Linked DNA regions of Oryctolagus cuniculus: region 2 is linked to region 1. The links are chromatin contacts, called in public Micro-C maps. All regions are on one chromosome and are shown on one strand. Each heading gives the region's core, a stretch centred on a gene start, on an enhancer-like site or on the middle of the called end of the contact. The rest is flanking DNA. Distances are from core to core; before and after follow the strand shown. Region 1 overlaps HECW2 (HECT, C2 and WW domain containing E3 ubiquitin protein ligase 2). Region 2 has its middle 8.1 kb from the start of DNAH7.

What was found. A called contact is a pair of places that touch in the nucleus more often than the background predicts.
Region 2: a Micro-C map of ear pinna shows a contact between it and region 1, with 7 times the contacts expected there. The contact joins two enhancer-like sites. A contact is called at or near these places in 4 of 6 Hi-C or Micro-C datasets (ear pinna, embryonic fibroblasts, skin fibroblasts and 1 more).

What each region holds. Positions count from the first base shown.
Region 1 is chr3:44,063,122-44,069,037 of mOryCun1.1, forward strand. HECW2 (HECT, C2 and WW domain containing E3 ubiquitin protein ligase 2) reads left to right here. Exons shown (of 29, transcript XM_051849334.2): 15 at 442-576; 16 at 3,863-3,965. Among named protein-coding and RNA genes, the nearest start is that of STK17B, 100 kb to the right of the region's middle. Within about 2 kb of position 3,765, at least 1 of the 8 cell types and tissues checked has an H3K27ac peak or open chromatin away from gene starts, as enhancers often do.
Region 2 is chr3:44,231,506-44,237,421 of mOryCun1.1, forward strand. No RefSeq gene overlaps it. Among named protein-coding and RNA genes, the nearest start is that of DNAH7, 8.1 kb to the right of the region's middle. Within about 2 kb of position 3,511, at least 1 of the 8 cell types and tissues checked has an H3K27ac peak or open chromatin away from gene starts, as enhancers often do.

The sequences.
Region 1 (5,916 bases), core at 2,515-5,014:
TGTCCAAGGGCAAGAACATGGAGCAAAGATTATTACTCAAAAGTGGGTCTGGAGTGAGCATTTGGTAAAACAGAACACTGGCTAGTACACTTGCATCCCTTATTGGAGTACCTGGGTTCAAGGTTCAAGTCCTGCTTCTTGCTTCCTGCTAATGTGCACCCTGGGAAGCAGAGGTGATGCGGGGGCGGGGGGCTGCCACCCACATGGGACACCCAGATTGAGTTCCTGGCTCCTGGCTTTTGCCTGGCCCACCCCCAACTGTCCCAGCGTTTGGGAAATGAACCAGCAGATGGGACCATTCTCCCTCCCTCCCCCCCACCCCAAGCCAAAGTGCATGCTAAATTTCTGGCAGAAAGTGGAACTTTTCCTGAATGTGTGATATAATAGATCAGCTATGTGTTTTAGCATGTAGAGACGGTTAATCATGTGGATTCGTCCTAGGCATTTTTTGTCGACCACAACTCCCGTACTACCACTTTCATTGACCCTCGGCTCCCACTTCAGAGCAGCAGACCCACGAGTGCGCTGGTTCATCGGCAACACCTGACAAGGCAACGCAGTCACAGTGCCGGTGAGGTGAGTCGCATGCGTTAGGGCCTGAGCTGTCGGTTGGTGTAAGTGCCTAAAATATGGTGGTTTATGGAATTGGCTTGACTTTTTATTATGTGCTTTGTTTTTCTGGTTTGATTTAGAGGGTGTAGTTCAGAGGCTGAAAAGCCCTGAGATATTGACAGGGCTTCTCTGAACATACCTATAACCTAAATTACACATTTAAAAGAGAGGATATATGAAGCAAGGTTGGTAGAATTAAAGATTTGGTTTAATTTGAAGAAAAGTAAGAAGGAATTAGTAATGACTGGAAGTTCAAGAGAAGATGCTGATAAGCCCTTTTGCACATCCAAGGAGAGCCCCATACGAAGAAATGAAAGTTACAGTGGGATAAAAATTTGCTTAAATATGGGGAAGAAATTTTTAAGTTAGGTTTGCTAGATTACATTAAAATATTCAGCCAAGGCTGTGGGATTGTGGAATCCTCATTAGTATTCCTTTAAATTATTATACATCTGAGAGTTGCCTGGAGAAAATTGGCTGAACTAAGAATTACTGTAATTTTACTGTGCTCTACTTTGTCATTTTGCAGTGACCCATGGTAACCACATGAGGGCCCTCTAATATCCTAACCAAAAGGACCAAAAAAATCTCACTTTTTCCTTCAGCAGCTTAAATTACTAGAAGGAATGTTTTAGGACAAATTTTCTCCCCTTTAATATGGGCTTATGCTTCAAGTGTATGTCATCATTGATGTACATTGTTTCTAAAAATTTCCTTAGATAAATAGAATTAAGATTCTTTTCTGGCATGCCTTTTCTATCTGTGTGTATGTCATATTTTCAATATTATATTGTAGGGCCAATATTTTTATAGCTTCTGTTAAAAGAAAAAATTATGAATGCAATAAATAACTGGATTTGGTTCATCAAAATTCCACTCTTGGAATTTCCCTTCATAATTTACATGCTTGCTCTAATGCCTCATGTGCTTGCTGGTTTTAAGTGTAGACACAGAAGAATATACATGAGAAGCTCATATAAAAATGATATATAAATCTTTTGCGGGATGAGGTATGTACAAAAAATATTTATGTTTTATGAGTAGCTAATAAATCTTTACCTTGCTCTCATATAAACCATTAGTGGTGAACTAGATGACGCTAGCAGCATTTGTCTTAAAAGCAGAACAAACCTTTGGACCTGTATGCAATATGTAGCATAATTATGACTGTCTGACTTCTCACATGGAGAGTGCACTTGAGCCACTTCCCTTATTGTGAGTTCATGAGTCTGACTGTTCAGGCCAATCAAGACTGTTTTCCTAGGAAACATGCATAGGATAGTTAGATATACTTGCTTTTTAAACCTTCTACCTTACAACTGGAATTGTTTTCATGGTCCAGCACTAGACTGTTGTGAGGGAGGGACCCTAAGGGGTCTGTTAAAATTTGAGTGAAGATTTCTCATCCTATTGATATTAACTGACCAGTAGAACAGAAATAACTCCCTCAAGACACAGCGTTCAGCCATGGTGTTGCTAAATCTTTGCAGGGACATCTTTTCTGATGCAGCTGTTGGAAGTGTGCACATCCTTACCACAATCTGATTCCACAAGTGAGGTCTCGAGAAGACCTCTGGCTGTTCTCAGAAATGAAAACACATGGCAGCCTACTGACAGGAGGGAAAGTACATCTCAGCATATTGAGGTCATAAATTTTCTGACTGACTGATAGTGTGTAGTTAATGATTGAATCCCCCCAGAGAGTGACTCTAAGCTACTAACTCAAAACAAGCAAGGTGAGAAAACTCCTACTTGTATATCTGAGTCTTTCCATCCTCCATCTCCTACTCATTCAGCCCATCCTCTGGTCAGTAGAAATCTTGATATCTTTCCCATACAACACATTAACGCTTACCAAACACCTACTCCGTGTGTTCGACATGGTGGTTGATGTTGTAGGGGGCACAAATAAATAACATGTGTTTCCTTAATTGAGAGAGAATCTGTAAAATCATAATACAAATGAATAAACATGAGTGAAAAATGCTTTATAAACTTTTATAATAGTAGAGAAGGAAAAGTGTGTCTTTACCCTTTTAGATAATGATAGATTTTTTTCTTTCTCTTTCTGCCTTTACTAAAGTATAATTGATAAATAATAAAAACTGTTAATAATTACAACTACTTTAGAAATACACATCAAGCATAGCAAAAGCTCTGAGGAGATTCATTTGACTTGATCTCAAAGGGAAGAGAAGTCTTCGTTGAGTAGGGACTGTTTGAACCAGGCTTTGAAGAATGGGTAAGAGCATTCTTGAGGGATAAGCAAGCAGCAAAGGGTGGGGAAGATATTTCTTGTGTTAGATCTTTAGAAAAATCCTCAGCCAACGGCTAACTGATGTAGTATGATAAAATGGTTGTGAAGGTTTCAGTGGGTGGGAATACAAGCTCTATTTTAAAAATATCAATATATCAATCTATGTTATTTTTCCTTTTGTTCTCTGCTTTTTCTACTGTTCTACTGTTGTCTTAAAAGACCTCTAGTATTTGGGGGGAAATGCTAAGGCAAAGCTAGACTAGTGTTAGAGCTTTCTACTAAGACTATTAATGGGTATACTTAGCTATCTGCTTTTGTGTATGAGTTTCTAAATCTATAATAAGTACAATAAATAATTCAGGTTAGGGCAACCCAATTTAGCTCCTCCACACCTGCTGCTGTTAGCTCCCTGTTGTGGGAGGCTCAAACCAGAAAGAGCTGTTGTGCCAGGTGCTCTAATAGGCATGTAAAATTGCTTCTAAGGAGATGATACATTAACTCAGAACCCCACAGGAAGATTGCTGCTCTTCATCCCTCCTCTGCTGAGACAGGGAATTCTCTGGCCTGCCTTGGCCAATGGAAGGAACATCTTGGCACTGTCCCAATATATTTTGTACCACCCAGTTCTTCCCATTGACAGTATTGTTGCAGGTTGTGTTCTGTCAATGCAGAAGTTATTCCTGATCAACAGGTCTGCTATTTAGCTGCTGCATTCTTAGTAATCATAAGCATATTGAACTACTTCAGTGCTAAATAGCCACTATCCCACCTCCTTTTAAGGATATGGCTGTGCCATTCTTCTCTCTGTTCAGCTACTAAAGTGGGGCTTTCAAGGACTGAGAACCTTGTTTCAGCTCCACAGCTGGCAGCTGTTCCAGTCCTTTGGTATTTCACCATGCTCATTGTTAAGTACTTGGAACAATTTGGTTGAGATTGCTGATAGAAAGCTCTGTAGCTCTGAGCACAGAACATAAATGATGCTTGTGTTTGCAGGTAGGAGAAGATTCTCGACATGCAGGACCACCAGTTCTTCCCAGGCCATCCAGTACATTCAATACAGTCAGCAGGCCACAGTACCAGGACATGGTTCCAGTGGGTATGTGACCCCTTTCCAGAAGCTTTTGTGCTTTCATGTCAGAGGAAACCACGTATACTGTGCAAATACTTCCTTGTTGTCCGCCTGCTACTTTTGATGTGCATTCAGAAATTGCCTCGTTATCCTTAAGAAATTTAGAGCAAATCCTGGAGACTTAAATCTCCAAGGGCTTTGTCTTGCAAAATTCTATAGGAGGAGATTTTAAAACTATTATTATTCTGCCATTTCTGAGAACTATTATATTGCTGAAGTTGAGGAAAACTGTTTATTTTGCAATCATTGTGAGGTAAGCATTTGGACAAGTGTATACTTGAGGTTTGAGACAGAATTTAGATGATGTGGGAATCTGTAATAGCCTCGCAAATTAAAAAAAACAATGATAGCATATTTTTTTTTTTACTTGAGAGAATCAGAGAGGGAGATAGGACTCTCATCTACTAATTCACTCCCCAGTTGGACTAAGGCTGGAAACATCACATTATGCCTTCCAGAGTCTGCATTGCAGGAAGCTGGAATTGGGAGCAGGAGCCAGAAATTGAACCCAGGCATTCCAGTGTAGTATGCAGGCATCTTAATTGGTGTCTTATCTACTAGACAAAATATCTGCTTCAATAGCACATTCTTGAGATATTTTGTAGCAAATTGGAGGCATCAAGAGCCTAAAAAAAAGAAAGTTAAAAATAAATCAATGCAGGCATATAGTAGAAAACAACTTGAATAGTTATTAAAATAATAAGGTTTGGGACCAGCATTGTAGCATAGCAGGTAAAACTGTAGCCTACAACACTGGCATTCCATATTGGTGCTGGTTCAAGTCCTGGCTATTCCACTTCCAATCCAGCTCCCTGCTAATGGCCTGGGAAGAGTGGTGAAAGAGTGCTTAAGTGTTTGGGCGCCTGCTGCCCAATGTGGGATAAAGCTCTAAACTTAGGCCTGGCTCAGCCCTGGCCATTGCAAACACTTGGGGAGTGAACCAGCAGATGGAAGATCTTTCTCTCTCTCTGTAACTCTGACTTTCAAATAAATAACTCAGTCTTTTTAAAAAATTTGTTAAATGATAAGGTTTAAGTAAATCAGTGATTTTCAATTATAGAATCTCTAAGGCAGGTGGGGTAGACAGGTGGATAGAGGAATGTACAAGTTCTTCTCTACAGCTTAAATTAGAGAAATTCTCTATTTGTTTGCTTCTGCTTTAAATTTTTTAATTAAAAAAATTTATCTTGAAGTATAATGGCCATGACATAAAGAAGTTTGACAACTACTGATAGGAAGAAATCTAGGGTCAAAGTCTAGCAGTTTGTGGTTTATGATATCACTATTAACACAATACTAAATATTGCATGTCGAATTTTAAAATACTATACAATTTTTGCTTAAAATTTATCAAGTCTCTGCTCTTGGGTAGAATATAAACTTCAATTCAATTACATAAGTGTCTCCATTATTCATGTGTTATGAAATGTTAATTTAGAGAAACTCTGAGTTAGCAGTGGGATTCCATTTTAGCAGATAGTATCTATTAAAACGTCTTTTTCATATTTCATTAAAATATATATAGATAGTGTGATGTAGCTAAAATTTGAGTTGATACATAAATACTGAAGCATACTTTTGTTTAATTGCTTGTTATTTTTAGGAAAGCATATTTCTTAGTTATAGTTATAAACAAAATTGTTGACTGCACCAGGATCTCTCTTGTTTGAGGGTCAATCTGTTTTCTGTGAATTTGTGCCTCCTTCCGATTATTAATAAGTATAACCAAACTGAATCATTTTAAAAATTATTTTCTTGACAAGAGCAATATTAATAGGTCCTTAGTAAACTTTAATTAGCTATTTTTAAATTTTTTCATCCAGACTTGACTATGATATAGTGGTTATTTTAAAAACATATTTTGTACATGGTTGATGATGATGATACTTATGACTGTTAATATTGTTGGTTTGGTGAA
Region 2 (5,916 bases), core at 2,261-4,760, 170 kb after region 1:
ACATGAAGAGTTATTGTTTAATTCCATTGATACTCTACTAACTCTGAGAGTTCATTCCATTTATTGCATCTACTAATAATACCCATGCCTCAACCTAGAAAAATATCATCTCTCCCTGTTAATTTATGTATTTATCCTTTGGGTCTGAGAAAGCAATTAATTTCATTGAGGTCATTCTTTTTCAAAATATAGAACAACTGGAAGATTTCAGCATCTATTCAATTACATGCATAAAAAACTATGCTAGGTACATCTTGGGGTCACAATTTAATCTTGGATGGTCAGAGAAAACTTTGTAGAGGAAGTGAACTTTGAACTGAGACTTAAAGAATAAATAAATATTGAACAAAATATAGAAGGAAAAGAAGAGAGTAGCATTTATGAAAACTACCGTGGTTAATAAATTGGAAGATGACACTGTGTGAATTGTGATTTAAAAAATATACCATTGTTGGATGTTTGAGCAAAAGCTTATTGATGGAGTCGGGTGAGTTGGGTTGGGATAAATTTAGACAAAAAAAAAAAAAAAACAGAGAAAAGTATACTCAGTCAAAATGTGGTAGAGTACACTGGAGCAGATGGGCAATATACAGACTTTGCTTAGAGAAGAGGACTGTGGGAGATATGGCTAGTTTGATAAGGAGGATAGAATTGATGGACAGTTTTCTTAGAGTTTGATGACACCAAATCAAAAATGAATCATTCTGGATCATATGAGTGTTTTCTTCCTTTAAGAATGTACATTGGATAGACTGAGTATAAAAGACAAAGAGAGGGAGAGAGAGAGGGAGAGGGAGAGAGAGAGAGAAAGAAAGAGAGAGAGAGAAAGAGGCAGAGAGAGAGGCAAAGCACCAATACAATTGCTTATCTAGGTATTCAGAACCTAGCTTTAAAAAGTGGTAGTAGTACCAGAAAGGAGGGAGGCTCTATAAGACACATCTCTGAAAAACTAGTAACAAGAATTAGTGACTGGATTTGAATTTGGAGAACATAGAGAAAATCAAGATAATCAAGATATTGAGCTTAGAAGACTGTGAGGCTGAAGGTAAAATGAAAAAAATTAAGAAGTTCAGCTTTTTCTCTGTCCATCTCTCTCTCTCTCTCTCTCTCTCTCTCTCTCTCTCAGCTATCCCCACCCCCACCCTCACTCCTATCACTATCTGCTGGGGAAGCAGATGAAACTTTGGCATGAGAACCGAGGGGAATGGGTACCAGCAGATTTTTTAGGAATATCAACAAATGAAAGGACGGAATGGAAGATAAGCCAGGAAAGGGAATGTGAGACAACTGGGGAAATCAGGCAGCCAGTCACCTAGGACAAAATATGAAATAATTTTAAGAAGCAGGTGATAGTGCATAAAATTCTGAATAGTAGTTAGGAAAAACAAGAAGTGTACCAATGTCATTAGTAATATTAAGGCTGTTCCAATGGACTGTGGAACCAGCAGCCAGATAGTAGAGGGTTTCCAAAAAAAGATCAGGTGATGAACAAATAGACTAAGTGGGTAAAGACCATCCATTTCAGGATTTGAGATTAAAAAAGGGAGAAAATGGTATAGAATTTAACAGTAAATGTTAACATTCTATTTTAGCAGCTTAGAAACTCTGAATGACTTTTTTTTGTTTTTCCTTTAAAAAAAAAGATCTGTAGCCATTATCTGAATATTCGTTTAAAAATATATTACTATGCAATTATTTTGAAAATAACCTATCTTCAATTACTAGTATTTGAAAGTATGTCCATATATATATATATATATATATATATTTTGAAGAACATGGAACCTTGCCCAGGTGCTCCTTACAGGAAATGTGGGGCGGCCCTAAATCAGACTCATACTGAAAGTGGGTCACAGAACTGCTAACAGGCAATAAGGATTTAGCATTATTACTTCTTAATGTTATGATTTGACACTTGGGGAACAGATGATTCTTCTCATGTGTAATTCTTTATCCTTCATGACCTTGAAGGACATTCTAATTCCAGCTTCCGCACCCTTTTATTCTGCAGTCTGAATAACAAATAATAATAAGATGTCAGCTTCTGTTTCAGTCCTATTTATTGTAAAGATAGAGTACTATTGTATGTGTCAAGTTCTCATTCACAAGTTTTTTGATTTGACTTGTGTTATTATAAACATTCACATGTTTATAACATGATTTGACTAAGGATTTTTAAAAAATTTGCTTACTGGTGATGAAAATGTTCATCACGCACTCTCCTTGCTTCATTACCTGTGTAGGTGATGGCTGTTATATCATAGTAACTTTAATTCATTCTGATTGAAAGTGAATACTCAGAAAAAACCATGGCAGGAGTACCAGAGTAAACTGCACAAACAGAAGTCTCTTACCATGTATACTTTTTTGGTTCTTTCTTTTTAAGAATCTACAATTTAAAGGAAAAAGACAATTTTTCAAATGTTATCAAAATGATTCAAACTGTATTTGTACCCTTACCCTTGGTGAGTTCTATTACTAAAATGCATGAGACAAAGTAAACTGAAGGAAAACTGACATGAACAGTTATTCGTGAATGTGCAGAATGTCTACTTCATGTACAGCATTGTGATACGTACTAAAGTAATACACTATGTAACAGGGTGTGCTTGAGCCTGATAAGAAACTTCGTGGTTGGGGGAGACTAGTAAATGAAGTGGTTAAATAGGAATGCAAAGTGTGCATTGTCAGACAATTGATTTGGGTAAATGTTATAGGTGTTTGGAGAGGGAGTTCAGTCAGGCTGGGAACATCTCTTGGGGAAAGAAAGATTTGAATTGGACCTTTATAAGGGCTGGAAGTTGTAATTTACATTTGTGAAGGTAAAGGGAAAGCAATTCCTTTCAGGGAAAGCAATCCCTGCCCAACTTTCAGTTGCCTCCCTGTCTTCTCCTCACTCTCAAGCTTACATATAGCAGGGGCTCACCCTAGACCACACGGGACCTTGCTGCAGTGCTGTTTCTGGCCTAGTGGTGTACAGTACAAGGCAATACAACTCTGGTCACATTCTGTACTTCTACAAGCTCGTCCTGGAAATTTGGCACAGGACACACTGTGTACTTATCATCAGTACTTGACAAATACTTCAGAGTACATAATTAATGAACTTACGATTTTTAGGGTCATTCTATAAAGCACTGCAGGTGGAATGAAAAACGAAGGTGCAGGGAACTTGGAAACCTAATTTGTACTAGGAATTGAGCTAGATGTTTGAATATATTATCTAAATCAATCTAAAATGCTGTGGAACCAATTCAGAGAAGAGAAAATAAGTAGTAGTTTAAATCACAGAGTAACTTGCCCACCCTACCAACCAGTTGAGACAAAATCATGTTTTAAACTAGCTTTGATCCAGAAAATACTTCCTTTTCCTAAACTATATTCCTGCTCTCGATACAGAAAACTTATTCTTTTTTTTTTTTTTAGATACCAGAAATATTTCAGTGTTGAAATTACAGAGAAGAGAACTTGCCAAATTAGTTACAAGGTCAAATAAAACATTTGACAGACTAAAAATTTTTGGAGAGGTATTGTATTCAACCTTTGACCAGGAACAGAGAATGTCTTGCTGTATGTCCTTTGGAAAGATTATGAAAGCAAATAAAGAGAAAGTTTTCTAGTTGCCCCAAGCAATCATGAAAACACTACCTATCTACGTGATTACCTAGCAAAGTTGAAAAGCTTTATAGGGCAAATAAAAAGTTCAGAATCAACTCTGTGCCAATGACCTTTAAGCCACTTGTGAAATATGGAATGTCAAGTACAGCACATTTATGAAATCTATAGACAGAAGGTTGAGAGGCAAAGTTCTGACACTTTGGCCTATGAAGGACATATTCCAGAGCTTCCAGGGAATAAGATCTGATGTTTTTCCAAATAAAAATCAGTTTATTTATATATTGTTGCTTCCCCATGCACAAAAAATGACAAAGGTATTACCTAAAATATACTATATCTTTAGCATATATGAAATAATCTTTTGTTAAATCTACCTTAATAAAGAAGTCAGGTTACTTTCCAAACATGTAATTCTTTCCAGCTTTAATACATGACTATATTTCTTGATGGTTGCAAAAGTATAAAAATTTAAAACAGTCTAAGTCTGGTAAAATAGTTTTTCTTTCTGATTTGCAGGTGAATATATCTCCCTCTAGTGTTGAAAGAAACTAATACAAGTAGCTGTGTTTTTCTCCTCTGGTTGTGATTAGTAGAAGGTCAACGTGTGGTAATAAAGCAACATCGTTACCTGTTTTTATGGGAAGTGGTTCATATATAGCTCAATGTTTTCACAAATACCACATGCCTGAATTGTCAACCACATTTTGTAGTGTTCTTTTAGATCTAAGTTATCTATTGTAACTCTTTGTGCTTGCATAAATCTCGTTAAAGGGTTGATAAAATATATAATCTTTAAATTTCCAGTTTCCAGATAGAGAAAACAATAGCCCCAGAGCTTGGTCCTTAAACCTCTTTCTTCTTCCTTCCCTTTCTTTCTTTTCTTTCTCTTTCTTCTCTCCTTTCTTCCTTTCTTCTCTCCTTTCTCTTTTCTTTCCCTCCCCCTTTCTCTCCCCCTTTCTCTCTCCCTCCCTCCCTCCCTTCCTTCCTCCCTTCCTCCCGCCCTCCCTCCCTTCCTTCCTCCTCCCCTCCCTCCCTCCCTTCCTTCCTCCCCCCTCCCTCCCTCTCATTTGATGACCTTAGCTAATCTTGTGGCTTCAATGACCATCTGGCTCTGGATGAATTCTATTCTAAATCCCAACTATAGCTACACCCAGAGTTGTAGAGCTTCCTGTCTCCTCAACATCTGACTTGGATTTTTTAATGGTTGTCTCATATTTAACATGTTTAAAGCTGAGTTTTTAATTTTCTTTCCCCTTCTAATATGCCCTCTCCTTGGCCTTCCCCTTTAAAAGGCATTACTATCTACCAAGTGTTTCAGCCAAAATAACTTGAAAGTCCTTTTCCCTTATGCTTAACCCTGGCATCAAGTCTACCCACAAGTCCCTTTAGGTTTTCTTCCAAAATGCATGCCTTCTCTCCATCAGCACTTATGCCCCTGGTTTAAATCACCAGTGTTACTCCCCTCACCTACTCCAATAACCTACTAATTGAGCTGCCTGCTTCCACTCTTGCCTCATTTCAGTCTATGGTTTCTAATTAAAACAAGATCCATCCTCACTATGTTCCTTCTCCAGGACAAACAATGAAAACGTGTGAATCTCATTCCCATATTCAGATCTTAGAACTTGCTCTCTTACTTCCTACTTCCTTGCTTCTCTTATTCCCCACACCTTTGAATGGCAGGCTCCTTTTTGTCATGCAGGTCTCAGCTCAAATGTTTCCTTGGAGCGATTTCCCTCCCATCACTGTGGCTCTTTTTCTCCTCATACTTTTTCACCAGCTGGAATTATTTTATTAATATCCTTCTTTCCTTGCTAATATTCCACTTCTTTTTCCTAGAGCAACAGGGAGGATCTTGACCTGTCTCCTATATCTCCTATGCCCAGAACAATGCCTAGCAGATGTTCAATAAATGTGTGACTGAGCAAGATGAACACAATAAGGATGTGTGTAGATTCACAAAGAGAAAAGTATGGGCAGAGACAAAAATACCAGCTCTTGGACTAATTTTTCTTAACCTCATGCATGCCCCCTATAATAATAAATAAAGATCTGTCACCTTGCCTCAAAAGGTGAATGTATTACCAACACTTGCACTCCTTGTCCCCTTCCACATATACATTTTCAAATCAGGAGGCCAAAAATTAAGTAGGAACAAATAACTGCATAAGAAGTCAAAACTCAGCAGCTGTATAAGCTTACATAATGTATTTTTAAAGGAAAATGAAGTATCTTCTCATAAAATATTCCATTAGAATTAGCACAAATATGGGCATGAAATTCTTAACCAAGCATTTG